2 separate regions of the Rattus norvegicus genome follow, and region 2 is linked to region 1. Evidence: chromatin contacts called from public Hi-C data. All regions are on one chromosome and are shown on one strand. The core of a region is the stretch at or near the end of the contact, and the rest is flanking DNA. Distances in the headings are between cores, read along the strand shown. Region 1 overlaps LOC134482538 (a long non-coding RNA gene). Region 2 overlaps Irs2 (insulin receptor substrate 2).

Region 1 (6,375 bases), core at 3,144-5,643:
TTTGTTGGCTCCTCCCACCATGTCTGGGTATGTCCAGATACATCTAAACCATGCCTTTCTTGGGTTAGCCTGTGGTGAAGATGTTTATGAACAGTCTCTTTCTTGGGTTAGCCTGTGGTGAGTGCAGAACAGTGAAATACAGCCTCAGCTGACAACGTTTCCGGGTTACATTTTGTCCTGTGCTCTTCTGTGCCCTACGAAGAGACCGTGCTCCTATCCATCCCAAATCTCCCACCCATGAAGACACCCACGATGGTCCCTCCTTACTCTCAGCCAGACACAACCAGGGTCAGCTGGAGAGGGAGAGTTGATGAGAGACCGTCTAGATCTGACTAGCTTGTGCACATGCCTGTGAGGAATTGTCTTGATTGCTAACTGCCGTGGGAAGGGTCGGCACACCGGGGGTGACATCATTCTCTACGTGGAGAGTCCCAGACTGTGTGGACAGTGCACACATCAGATGCACATGTGTTTATTCCTCCTGCTCTTGGCCATGAATCTGACTACTTCTCTCACATCCCTGTTGTCTGAACTTCCCTACAATGGAAGGGATGGACTGGAACCCAGAACTGTAACTATAAACTAAATCCTCCCCCTCTTCTTTTTTCATTGCTTGCTTTCTTTTCAGTTTTTTTTGTTTTGTTTTTTGTTGTTGTTGTTGTTTTTTTTTTTGTATTTTTTTCCCCACAGCAACAAAAACGAACCAGGCCAGTGACCTTATCTGGAAACAGGGTCATTGCAGATAGAGTTAAACAGATTTCGTGATAGAACCGGGTGGGCTCTGAATCCAACAGTATTGATGTCTATGGGAAGAGACGTCGTGTGAAGCCAGACGTGCACAGAGAGCTGTGAAGATGAAGTTTCCTCCTGAGAATCACCTCCTATAATTCAGAAGGACTGGATAAGAGGGTCCTGCAGCACTGAGAAACCGGATGAAGCAAGAGAGGGGGACGCCTTTCCAAGACTGGGTACATTTCTGCTGATGCTTCCAGTCCTCAGACAGTAAAGAATAGATTTCTGGAGGAAACCCTGACTTGTTGCTATGGCAGCCTTAGGAGGTTAAGATGCCGTTTAGTGAGCCCAGTCCCCTGCCTGGTTGACTCTTATCTCAACCCAGGTTCACTCCATCTCTGTGCCAATGCGGTTCCTTCGGGGAGTGGGTATGACAGCGGAGCAGTGGCGTGTGGGACAGCACAGAGTGGTTCTGACGCACACTCCATGGACACCAGCTTCTACCGCCCACACTTCTTTCGCTATGGTGCATCCAAAGGGCAGGAATGGGGCAGCGGAGAAATCAGCAGAGGCCTATCTCAGAGCGTGTCAGCTCAAGGTCTGGAATCCTCCGGGTCTGGTCTGGAGAAACTTGTTTAACCTGTTATTTTTTTAAAAAAAAAATTAATAATTTTTTGAATAGGTAACATATTCACAGGGTTCAAAAATACATCAAAAAGGCACATTGTGAAAGCACGCTCCTCTTCCATATTTACCCACCTCCTCCACAAGCTTCTTCCCCGCGGCCCCAGGAAATATCTGATTAATTGTTCATGGGCTCCTGGTATTTTTGAATGCACATAAAAGGAGATAAAAATCGCATGCTTTTATTCTTTCCTCTCGCTATTTCTGGAGAAAAGTTTGCACAAAATGTGTGCGGGGGGCGTGCTGCATTTATAACTAAACCGACAGTGTTCCTCTTGGTGAGGGCAAAGCCAAACCAAGCTTATACAAGAAGTTATGGCGAGAGGATTCATTCCCCTCTCCCTGGCTCCAGCAAGGAAAGAGAGGAATGGAGTCATTGCCAAATCAGTCTCCTTCCCAACAATGGAATACTGGAAACTTCCGGAGCGGACACAACTCGTCTAGGAGAACAGTGTGCGGCAGGCACAGTCCTGAGCATGCGCAGTTTGAGATGCGCAGTATTGAGCATGCTCACTTCAAGGTCCTAGTTCAGGAAAGAAAGATGGCAGATGTGTTGCTGGATACGCCTCGCTCGGGGAATGGAGACGTAGTGAAAGGTTGGAGCATTCTGGGGTGTGTTTATCTTACGCCATAAAGATGGCTGACATGAATACTTCTGGGTCTCTCAGCTTTTGTCATGCCTAGTTTCTTCTTCCCAGAAAGAGTGTAGGGATGCTCAAAGGAAAAACCACGTAAAGGTACTCAGGTCTTCATCAACTTCATTAACCTGGAGGTCTCCAAACTCCACCCTGTAGAGAATCGCCTCTGTTTTCCTCTTCTTGTTTGTCTGTTTTCCTTTTTAAAAATTGCTTTTCAAATAACTTTAGATACATTCGCGAAATACTTAAACGTGTTCACTCCTCTTACACTCCTTCCGTTCCTAATGAGCGCCCTCCTCTGCCCTTTAGTTTTTGTAATTCACTTGTGCAGGTCAGTTTTCTGTCAGTTGGCCACAAGCTGGGGTCATCTTGAAAGTCATCATGTCAACATCAATTGATAAAACGCCCCCATCAGATCGCCTGTGGGGCGATCTATTAATTAATGATTCAAGTGGGAGAGCCCAGCTCGCTGTGGGTAAGCGCTGACCCTGGGCTGATAGTAATGGGTTGCATTTTTTTTTTTTTTAAAAGCAGGCTGAGCAGGCTATGGAGAGCCAGCCAATGAGCAGCATTTCTCTAAGGCTTCACTTCTTGCCTTGAGTTCCTGCCCTGGCTTCCCTCTATAATGAACTACAATTATAAGAGGGGAATAAACCCTTTCCTCCCCAAGAATATCTAAACAAGGGATCACTGGCTAATTGGACGCAAGACTGCAGGCACGTGCTGCAGTCAAGAGGAGATAAGCTGGGAGGAGTTTAATTTGGCACACCTCTGTGATTACTGATAACTTAGGCTGGCACCTATGGTTGGTCTGTCTGTCTTTCCCCGTGTCTCCCTCCTGTCTACAAGCCTCTTCACTCCCAGAAGTGTGGAATGAAGACGTTCTCCCTTGGTACCTTTTTGCAATAATGAGCCACAAGTGACTGCTACCTTACTAGTGAGACTCGTCCCTTTTCTGGAGGTCAGGCGTTTGGCATGGGTCTCACTAGGTTGAGCCAGTCATTATCAAAGGACGATTCCTTCTGGGAGCCCTGATGGAAAAGCTATTTCTTAGCCCCTGGCAGCCCCAGAGTGGCTGCTCTTCTTGGCAGGTCAAGAGCCACACCTGACCCAGTAGTTATAGCCTTACCACTTGAGGAAATGCCACAAAAGGAAATTTACCTTCAATGTGACAAGTGTTCTGTTTTTCAAGACCACTTATGATGCAGAACAGGTAAATCCATCCCCCATCTCCCATGAAGTTCACAGAGATCAGGGGTCAGACCACCCAAGTCTCTTTAGCATGCAGAGCCACAAAGCACCTAGAGTTACAGGGTCCAGTCAGTGGTAGTTTGGGTTGGACGGCACAAAAGGTCATCTATTGTGGGCAGAGTCAAGGTACTATTGCCTCTTTCCATCGCGGCCCAGAAACTGCCTCCAGCCCGCACCCCATCCTCTTCCTTGTACCCCATCGTCCACTGAACCCAGTTATCCCCAGCATCCCATAATCTCCCCATTGCATAATCTCCCTGTCCTTCATCCTCCCTGAACCCCATCCTCTATGCACCCGATCCTTCCTCCCGCACCCCATTCCCCTTCCTGTGCTCTTTCTGTCCTTACACCCCATCCCCTTTTCCTGTACCCTACATGCTACTGCTGTACCCCAATCTCCCCACAGAACTGCATCCTCTGCACCGCACCCCATTTACCCTTCCTGGTTGAAGCCTAGAGCCTCAAATCACCCAAGGGCAACTGGGGTTCATTTCTAGTTCCTAAGCGCCCTGGCTGTTTGTCCCCTAGGGGGCAGCACACTCCACACAAAGTGGCTCAGCCTGAGACACTCTCCTTTCCCAGGGTACCAGCCCTGAACCTGAACAGAAAGGTCAGGTCATCTCCTGGTTGGCCCATTCCTGCTTTCCTTGTGGTTCCTGTCGAGCAGCCATTACCTGGATCCACCCATAAACACGCGCGCGCGCGCGCGCGCGCGCGCACACACACACACACACACACACACACACACACACACACACACACACGAGCACCAGCTCCCACATCCCCCACCCCTCAGTGCCAGTCCCTGCCTCTGCCTCTTCACCCCCACCCGTGTTCTTTGGCTACAGTTGTAGGAAAGGACAGCCCTGGGCTCCCTGCCACAGCGCCAGTTTTGGTTTCTGTGGTGTCCTGTAAAGGACACCTTGGCACACTGGGTGGGTGACAAGGGAGCGCACATGACTTCCCAGGGTGATCCCCGGGCTTGAGCTGCTGACAAGAACTACTTGCATGTGTCTATATTAGGGGCTCCTGTGTCCTGGGTCTGATGCCTTGGTGTGGCCCTGACGCGAGCAGTTAATGACGCTCTCTCTGTGACTCACCCGCGTCCACAGAGAGCAACCAGGATGCCAGGCATGCCAACGGCTCAATGGAGCACTTGGCACCCACGTGAGCCCGCGGCTGCCAGCAGCATGTGACCGAAGGCTCAGCAGCCTGGGAGCCTCCGGTGCCTCTTCTCCCAGCTGCTCCTTGGAGGTCTGTGGGCGGGTCCTGCAGAAGTGATTCCCATCGCAGGGCGTAGAGGACCTCAAAGAGGGGCATGTGAGCGGAATCTCTGGGAAGCCGGACAGAGTGAGGCTTGGCCTCTGGCCGCTTCCCACCTCCCTGCTGAGTGTCCAGTTCTTTTTTTTTTGTTGTTGTTCTTTTTTTCGGAGCTGGGGACCGAACCCAGGGCCTTGTGCTTGCTAGGCAAGCGCTCTACCATTGAGCTAAATCCCCAACCCCGAGTGTCCAGTTCTGATCTCACTGCGCTCACCCAGAAAGTGAAGGTTATATATTCACCGTCTCAGAGTCCTCAGGGCTCAGAACCACCGGAGTCTCTTCCCTTCTAGTTCTGCATGTTGATGTGTGCAGGCTGAGTGATCCCGCAGCTCGTAGGAAGGTCTCTCCTGCTTCTAGCAGTTTTGGATCCAGTTGTGGCACTCCAGTCCTAGCCCCGTGATCCATGTTACTCTTTCCGTTTGTGTGCCCACACCACCCTCTCTTTACATGGATCCTGGCTCTGGCTAGGCCCTCAAAATCTTGTCTTGTTCTAAGTTGTCATAGCTGCAGAAACGGGAGTCCCTGTGAGGAGCCGGCTAAGCTGCTGTCCATAGGCTTCTGGGGTAGGACTTGAACACGCCATTTTGGTGGTGTAATTCACCTAGCAGGGCTTCCTTTGTGAGGCTGAGAGGTTTTTGTGCTCCCGAAGTCTGTTACTAAATACCGTTCAATTTTCTCTGAGTAAACGATAGCTGTGAAGACGTAAACCTCAGGCTGAGCTATCCTCCCACCATCCACTGCTGGTCCCAAGCTCATTGGAAGTGCAGTCCGGGGGGAGTCCTTGCCTCTGCTCCATCTGCTGCTCAGGCCCGTGAGCCCTACCTTAAGATCAACTCAGACTCAAGCCCACAGACTCGGTATTTCTTCTAGATTATAGCAAGACTCTGAAGATGGGTTTGGGTAGGACGCACCATTCTCTCGCAGACTGGTTGTTCTACTGTTGGTTCTGTAGTTCCACCAGGAAGCTCTCTCTCCTCTTGTCAAATCTTTCCTGGTTCCTGGGCCTAGACCTGGCCTAACCTCGGAGGCCTTCTGGCTGGCCTATGGCCTTCAAGTCTCAAGGATGAGGTCAGCAACCCCATTAGGCTCCTTGGACTGAAATGTAAAAGCCAGCCCCCCAGCATCAGCATGTGCTTTTGGGGTACACTCTTTCACTGCTCATGCTGAAGGGCTCTCCCAAACACAAAAGAGAACCCAGAAAAATCCCAGCTCTACCTGCAGTTAGACCCCTGGAGCTCACCCTGCCACAGCCTGGGGGCCGTGAGCAAAACTGCCACCTGTCCCCTCCAGCCTTCACTTCTCTCCCCTGAATAATCACTTCACAGGGAGTGTGGCATCGTCACTGCCTTCATCTGTGGGCCCTGTTGCTTCTGGGAATACTTGTGAGGAGAGGAGAAGGGTCCCCAAACCTTGTGACAAAGCAGTAAGTCCTTGACTGATGAAAACATGAAATGCCAATTCTTAGTGCCCCATGTCACCTCTGTGCATGGGGAAGGAAAGAGAGGAGCTAACAGGGAATTGATAAACTGTCCCAGAAGTTTAAAGCAGCTCCTAAGACAGAGTGAGTCAAGAATCCCAGCTCTGTCACCCACCACCCTCACCACATTAGCAAACAGGCTCTCCCTGCCATAGACCTGCCATCTGTCCCCTTGAACCTGAGGAGGACCTGTCTTCTGTATCGGCATCCAGCTCAGTACCCACCACAGGTCCTCACAGACTCTCGCCATGCTGCTCAACACACAGCAAGGTA
Region 2 (7,279 bases), core at 1,510-4,009, 180 kb after region 1:
TCCTATGCATGGAATATCACATACCCTTCACAACCCGTTAGCAGCTTCCAAAGAAATGTGTCATTAACTCAGTTAATGATGAATAGATCAGGAAATTCACCAATTTACAGTCAGCCTCAGGACCGGTTCATAGTCAGTCAGCTGTTGCAGGGTGGTTATCTTCCTAGGACCCAGTATCCCACAGTGTCTTATTGTTCTTAAGGTCCTTAAAAACATTGTGAGCAAGGTTATTTAGCTGGATTTTCACATGATGACAAATGGGTTTCATTCAAGTTGAACTGGCCACGAGCTGCCCCTTTTAGAGTAGCGTGATTATAAAAGTATATTTAGGCAGACACACCAAGAGTTCATTAGATGCTCACAGTTAAAAACCATAGCCTGCCATCATGAACAAGTGCCCACAGCAGGCTGATGGAGAGAAAGACTTCCAGTCAAACTAAACCAAGGCAGCTTCTCCGGGTTCAGGAGAGAGCTGGGTTCAAAGTTCACCATCTTGCCACTGTTGGGCAGTCTAGAAATGGAATATTCCAGAATGGAAGAGTGAACTCTGAGTGCCCTAACGGGCCACTCCTGACATGGAGTCTGTCACAGAAGAAGCAAATGGAGGCCATGTCCTCAAAGCATTGAGAGGGAGAATGGATAGGTGCTTCTTGGAGCCACAGGTCCATCTTGGGGCACTGACTTGGGTTTAGAGAGAGGAAGGATTTGGAAGGACGAGGGTGCTGTGTAATTGAGCGGCCCCTGGTGAGGTGTGGTTCCCTTCATTCTCACCTCAGTTCTGGGTCTTCAGGGTGGTCCACAGTGCTTCTTGCTTGAGGGGACAGCTGGCTTCTGCAGGATGGGCCTGCCCTAGTGTTCAGAGGTGATTGTCTTCATGGGGGTGGGGGCTGCCTTGGGAGGCTCTGCTGTTCCTGGAATCAAAAGTGACTGAGTCTAGAACAGCAACTTATCTCTGTGCCTTCAGCTTTGGAGGAGGATGAGATAGATTAGGCAGAATCAAGTGGCCTCTGAGACTACACACACACACACACACACACACACACACACACACACACACAGAGACACACACACATACACACACATACATATACACACACACACTCACACACAGACACACATACACACACAGACACACACACCACACACACAGACACACACACACATACACACTCACACACACAGACACACACACATATACACACACACAGACACACACACATATAGACACACACATACATATACACACACACTCACACACAGACACACATACACACACAGACACACACACCACACACACAGACACACACACACATACACACTCACACACACACAGACACACACACACATATACACACACACAGACACACACATATACACACACACTCACACACAGACACACAGACACACACAGACACACACACATATACACACACAGACACACATACATATACACACACAGACACACACAGACACACACAGACACACAACCACACACACAGACACACACATACACACACCACACAGACACACATACATATACACACACACACTCACACACAGACACACACACAGACACACATACATATATACACACACATACTCACACACAGACACACACACAGACACACACACACAGACACACATACATACACACACAGAGACACACACACTCACAGACACACATACATATACACACACACACACAGACACACACACACAGACACACATACATATACACACACACACTCACACACAGACACACACACAGACACACATACATATATACACACACATACTCACACACAGACACACACACAGACACACACACACAGACACACATACATACACACACACAGAGACACACACACTCACACAGACACACATACATATACACACACACACACAGACACACACACACACAGACACACAGACACACACACACACACACACACACACACACACACACACACAGGGGCAGGAGGAAGGCTAATATATCGGGCTTTTGCCCTCTTTTTAGTTACTTTGTGGGCTTGTATGAGAAGGCAATGTTTTTTACCAGAGTACCGCTAGATGTATTTAATTAAAAAGTTAGTTGTAAAACCTAGGGACCCCGCGTTCTGGTGTGCTGGGAAGGACCTCTTGCTATCACATGGAAGTCCTTTCTAAGTATGGTGTGTGTGGATTCCCCGAGCAAGGCGTGGGCCTCCCTGCGATTGAGTGCATTCCAGGAAGCCACTTGTCACTGCTGTGACCCTGCTGTCCTCTGCCTTCCTAGTTGTGAGAGAAGCAGGGGCACCTCTTCCCTCCTTCCCCTGGAGTTGCTACTGCCCTACCTTCTGCCATGTTCAGGATCTCAGCTCCCCCTGGCAGATGGGTATGGGCAGTGGATGAAAGGTCTTAGAAATAGACTGAGATGACTCCACTAAAATATAAAACCTTGCAAATGATGGTTTGGAGACTGGGAACATTAAGCAGGATCTGCCATGGCGTGGATTAGAGATCCCAGCTGAGACGCTGGTTTTTGTGTGACAGGGGGAGAAATGGTCTAAGTAGGACTATGTAGTACTGAGCAGGTATGGTGGACTCCTAGGCCTCAGTCCTTAGCAACACCTGGAAAGGAGGGTATAATGGCCACTTCGGATTCTGTTCCAGGTGTGGAGATCTGGCTTGCGTGGGGAAGTGGCTTCCCATGAGTGCAGGGATGAGGCCGAGGATGGCCAGTGTGAGTGCACGGTCTGTCAGTGTGCAGAACACATGACACATGTCTCCAGCCAACAGCATGCATAGCTTTAAAAGCTCGCTGGTGTCTGGAGCCAGTTCAGCCTCCCTCTGCTAAGTCACATTTTAACAAGTTACTACAGAGGCAATGCCTTAGAGAACTGTCCGTTTTGACAAGCTAGGAGTGAGATTCACCCTTCCGTGTCTCACTTCCACAGCTCTTACTCCTTCCAGAAGTCAAAGCACGGCTTGAAGGGAAATTGAGGCGAAGTTATTTCCCAACATTCATGTAGACCACGACTCACATGCGTAAACATGAACAATTCATCATAGCCAGATAGTCTCCTAAGATGAGGTTCTGAAGACACTCCCTTGAAAGAGAGTGCCTTAGTCTCTGCCTCTATCTCTCTTCCAGCCTTTCATAGTTTATTGTCCTCTGACCATGAGATGGGGACCCTTTCTCTGCAGACCTTCATCCTGAGTGGACATGCCCAGTTGCTGCTGGGTGTCCTCCCATGCCCCTCCCAGCTGCTGCAGAGGGCTTGGGAGAAGACAGAATTTCACAGGATGTCTGCTGGCTTCCTGATTGACCTACAGGTCTCTGGCTTCTGGGCCTGAATGACAAGAGCAGGTGACATGTCCTTGCTTTGGGTCTAGCTATCCAAGGGGATTGGGAGGACTGGGAAGGTTGCTTTGTCTTACTGTCCTCAGCCTAGCCTTTCATCCTCTATCACAAGCCTTGGTCCTTACCCCTACCCAGGAGCCTTGGACCTGAGTGCTCTAGTGTGGGTGGCTAGTAGAGGTCCTGCTTGAACTGAAGTAGTCTTTCTGGACATGTAGTACATATGGACTCGAGTGCTTTAGTCACCTGTAAGGTGCGCCTGTACTGCCCAAGTCCGTGTGGATCATGTGTATTTGACTCAACTAGGCGCTGGAGCAGCCCTGTGGTGGCTGAATGCTGTGCCACATTGTGGTATACTTACTGTATGCTTTGGCTTGGTTCTGTCCTGCCCTTGTTTGAGTGGAGCGGGGGCTTATGCAGGCTTCTGGCTTTCAGTGGTCTCGAGTAACCTCCAACTCGAATTCCCCTACTTCGGCAGTACCTTCTCAGATTTCAGCTGGGTGGGTTCTCTTTTTGCTAGGACTTGTTTACCTGTGGTTTTGCTTGCCTCCTAGTGGTCCCTCTGCTGCTAGAAATCATAGGTGTTAGCATTGTTGTTCCTGATGCACCTTAGGAGGGGAAGAGGCAGTGACAGCAGGTACTGTATATCCTACTGCTGTGACTCCCCAAACAGCCTGAGGAGCCTTCCTCAGCAGCTCAGGTGAGCAGGTCCGGAGAAGTCTTTGTAGTTCAAAACATGGCGTGTGGCTGCCTGCCTGCATGACTGAATATACTCAGAAAGGTGAAGGAGTCCGACCACAGAGTGTGAGTCATGCCCCAAGCATGTGCTTTTGATGTAAAAATCAATATTCATGTATGTTTTGTTTATAGACATTATGGTTTCTATACAGAAACTCCTTTGATGGTTTCACTGTGATACTTCTGAGGGTGTGGATGAGGTGGGGAGATACCTGCCTTCGGGAGTGGGTGGAATTGACCTAGCTGAGAAACTACCTGGTTGATGGTGGCCATGGTCCTGTGTCTGACTGACGGCATTGAGTCATCACACCTTCCACACATGCATCTCTCTGAAGCATGGAAAGCTGTGTAGGTTTCAGGGTGCAGGAACAGTTGCAGAGAATGACTTCTATGCCCCCCAGGGAGTGGCAGTGTGAGAGGTGGCTCATGGGTGCAAGCCGGGGCAGAGGCCCTGCCTGCTGAGCTCTCCATTTTAAGTTCCTTGTTGCTATGACGAAACATCTGACAAAAGCAAATCAGTAGGGTTTATTTTGACTCCCAAGTTTGAGAGTACAGTCCATCATGGTGGGAAGGCATAGCAGCAGATGCTGAGACAGAAGGTAACATTGTATCCTCAAAAAGGAAACAGAAAGAGATGAACAGTGTGCCTCAGCTTCTATCATGGTGGGAAGGCATGGCAGCAGGAGCTGACACAGAAGGTAACAATGTATCCTCAAAAAGGAAACAGAAAGAGATGAACAGTGTGCCTCAGCTTCTATCATGGTGGGAAGGCATGGCAGCAGGAGCTGAGACAGAAGGTAACATTGTATCCTCAAAAAGGAAACAGAAAGAGATGAACAGTGTGCCTCAGCTCAACTTCCCTTGTGTTTTACTCAGTCCAAGACTCTAGCCTACAGGATGGTGTCACCCACAGAAGGCTGATGCGTCTTCCCAGCTCTGTTAACCAGAGGTCTGTCCTCTGGGTGATTGAATATAGATCTTAGCAAGTTGATAATCAGTATTAGCCATCGCAGCTCCCAAGCAGATTGGCTATCAGCTGAAGGGAAACACGTGAATCTGCTCAGGATATTTATTCTATGCTCCCATAATTGGACAAGAAAAAAATAGAAGTTTTTATAACTAAAGTTGTAGGCATTTTTATAGTGAACATAAAACATAGTTCTTTACACCAGTGTATAAGTCATCATACAAAAAATGTGCTCAACCCGAGTAAAGAATTGGGCTTCTTAGAGGATATGTGTAATTTTAATGCTAGTTCTTGTACCAACTATACCTATCAGGGTAGAAGGGAAGCCCTTGAAGTCACATTTTCAAATGACCCAAGAAAGATTTGGGCTGATTACGAATTGCAGGTGTGGTGCATATCAGTTTCTCTTTGTGAAGCTGAGTATCAGCAAAGCTTGCATTTAGTAGTGATCAGATGGATTCTGAGCTGTGCTGTGCATTAAGAAGCCAGAGGATCGTTCTAAAGAGTGCTGGCTTCACAGTGAGTCTTATGACTCGCGGGGTCTGTAAGAGGATAGCGTGGCCTTTAGCAGACAGTATTGCATTTCTGAAGTGCGTAAGCTTGCAGATAATTTCCAAGGGTATCAGTTAGTCTCAGGTGCAACACGCAGGTGGAAAATGTGTGGTGCTGTTCTGACAAACCTGCTCCCATCTTCTCCTGGGCTCCTTGTTAAATGTCGGTGGGCTCATCTGCCTTGAAGGGTTGGCAGACTGGTTCTGTGAAAGATTGGACAGTGAAGGTTCCTGCTTGGTTACCATAGCTACCCAACTGTGCTTGAGGTGGAAACAGCTGTGCTATGAGAGTGACAGTGGCTGTGGCCCGGTAAAACTTTACTGGCAGAGAGACGGCTGGCCTCTGCTGTACACTACCATCTGTGAGATGGAGGTATTCTCCTCCCTGAGTATCAGACCACCTTCAGATTTTCGTTCCCATTTGGAGGTTGTTTCTCTTTTCTGCTCCAAGAAGTGACACAAAAGCTGTAAGGTTTGGTTTTGTTATAGTTAGTTGAACTTAGGCTGACTAAGGATCATTGCCCTGAGTGCAGGGGACATAAAGGCCATGAAGGCCATGGTCATGTGCAGTCTAGCAGGCAGGCTGGTTTCCCAAGGCATTATAAACATCACCTAGTCTCCCTCATTAAAAAGGATCAGATATGAGCGTGGTATTTAATGTCCTTTGAAGGGAGTTCTATAAAAAGCCAGTGGAAAAGTTTGCATGATCTCATACATAGAATATTAAAAAAAAAAAAAAAACCAGCAACAACTACAACAAACCCTCAGGTTAAATGTACAGAGAGCTAAATAATACTGGTTGTCAATGTGTCTGGGTGAGGTGTGGGGAGGGAGGAAAAAGAGGGGACAGACACAAAGAAACTAGCACTTAGGGACAGATGGCTCTGTGGAAGTCTGCAAGGTGTGACAAATATTAGGGATTTTTGTTTTGTTAAAAACGAGTAACCTTCATCTGCTCTTGCTACCAAAATGTAAGTAGAGAAGGTGACAGGAGGGAACTGGTTAATCCACTCTGGGTAACCTTTCTATTATGTAAATGTGGCCCTCAAATATGCACAGCACAAAACAAAACAACACAGAACAAATGGTGGGAACCAGAAGAGGAGACTGTTCTTCAGTTGACTGGTCTGATTCCCTTGCTTCCACTGGGTCCCTAAACATCTCTGCTGGAAGCCAGAGGGAGCCTCGCATTAGACAACTATAGGATGGAGCTGCCCCACCCCCACACAACCCCCTGGAAAGACCCTCTTCCTTCTGACTTTTTCCTCTGGTTTTAACCTGGGCTTAAAATGTCCTGGTTTGAGAGAAAGGGTCCCCTAGGATGTAGAAGGCTCTGTAGAATGGGGGTTGGGCTAGAGGGTGATCCCATCCTGCTGAATCTGCACCCGCAGGCAGCCAGGCGTCCCTGTAAGGGAGAAACTAGTTGGATGCCCACATTGGGAAACAGCCATTGGAATATTGGCTTCTAAAAGCCAGAGGTTGAGCTGGCAAGTTCCCATGGTGGAAGCTTTGTGTGTGTAGAGGAAGTTTGAAGTGAGGTGCTTGCTTCACAGGCTGGGAGGCCTCTGAGCACAGTGGCCAGCGATGAGGAGGCTGCCTTCTTTGAAGGCTTGAGCAGGAGCAGAGGGCAAACGCCTCTTACTCCCTCCAGCCCTGAGAAAGCTACATTGTCTCTTCAATCCG

Evidence for each region. A called contact is a pair of places that touch in the nucleus more often than the background predicts.
Region 2: a contact with region 1 is called in a Hi-C map of psoas muscle, with 4 times the contacts expected there. The contact joins two enhancer-like sites. A contact is called at or near these places in 7 of 12 Hi-C or Micro-C datasets (Schwann cells, hepatocytes, kidney and 4 more) and 1 of 1 datasets of contacts at active chromatin or transcription factors (oligodendrocytes).

What each region holds. Positions count from the first base shown.
Region 1 is chr16:85,017,953-85,024,327 of GRCr8, forward strand. It overlaps LOC134482538 (a long non-coding RNA gene), which reads left to right. Exons shown (of 2, transcript XR_010058774.1): 2 at 1-1,591. Among named protein-coding and RNA genes, the nearest start is that of Col4a1, 140 kb to the left of the region's middle. Within about 2 kb of position 4,394, at least 40 of the 93 cell types and tissues checked have an H3K27ac peak or open chromatin away from gene starts, as enhancers often do. A contact at or near this core is called in Schwann cells, where this site is marked.
Region 2 is chr16:85,201,297-85,208,575 of GRCr8, forward strand. The region is part of intron 1 of Irs2 (insulin receptor substrate 2); the gene reads left to right. Among named protein-coding and RNA genes, the nearest start is that of Irs2, 15 kb to the left of the region's middle. Within about 2 kb of position 2,760, at least 3 of the 93 cell types and tissues checked have an H3K27ac peak or open chromatin away from gene starts, as enhancers often do. A contact at or near this core is called in Schwann cells, where this site is marked.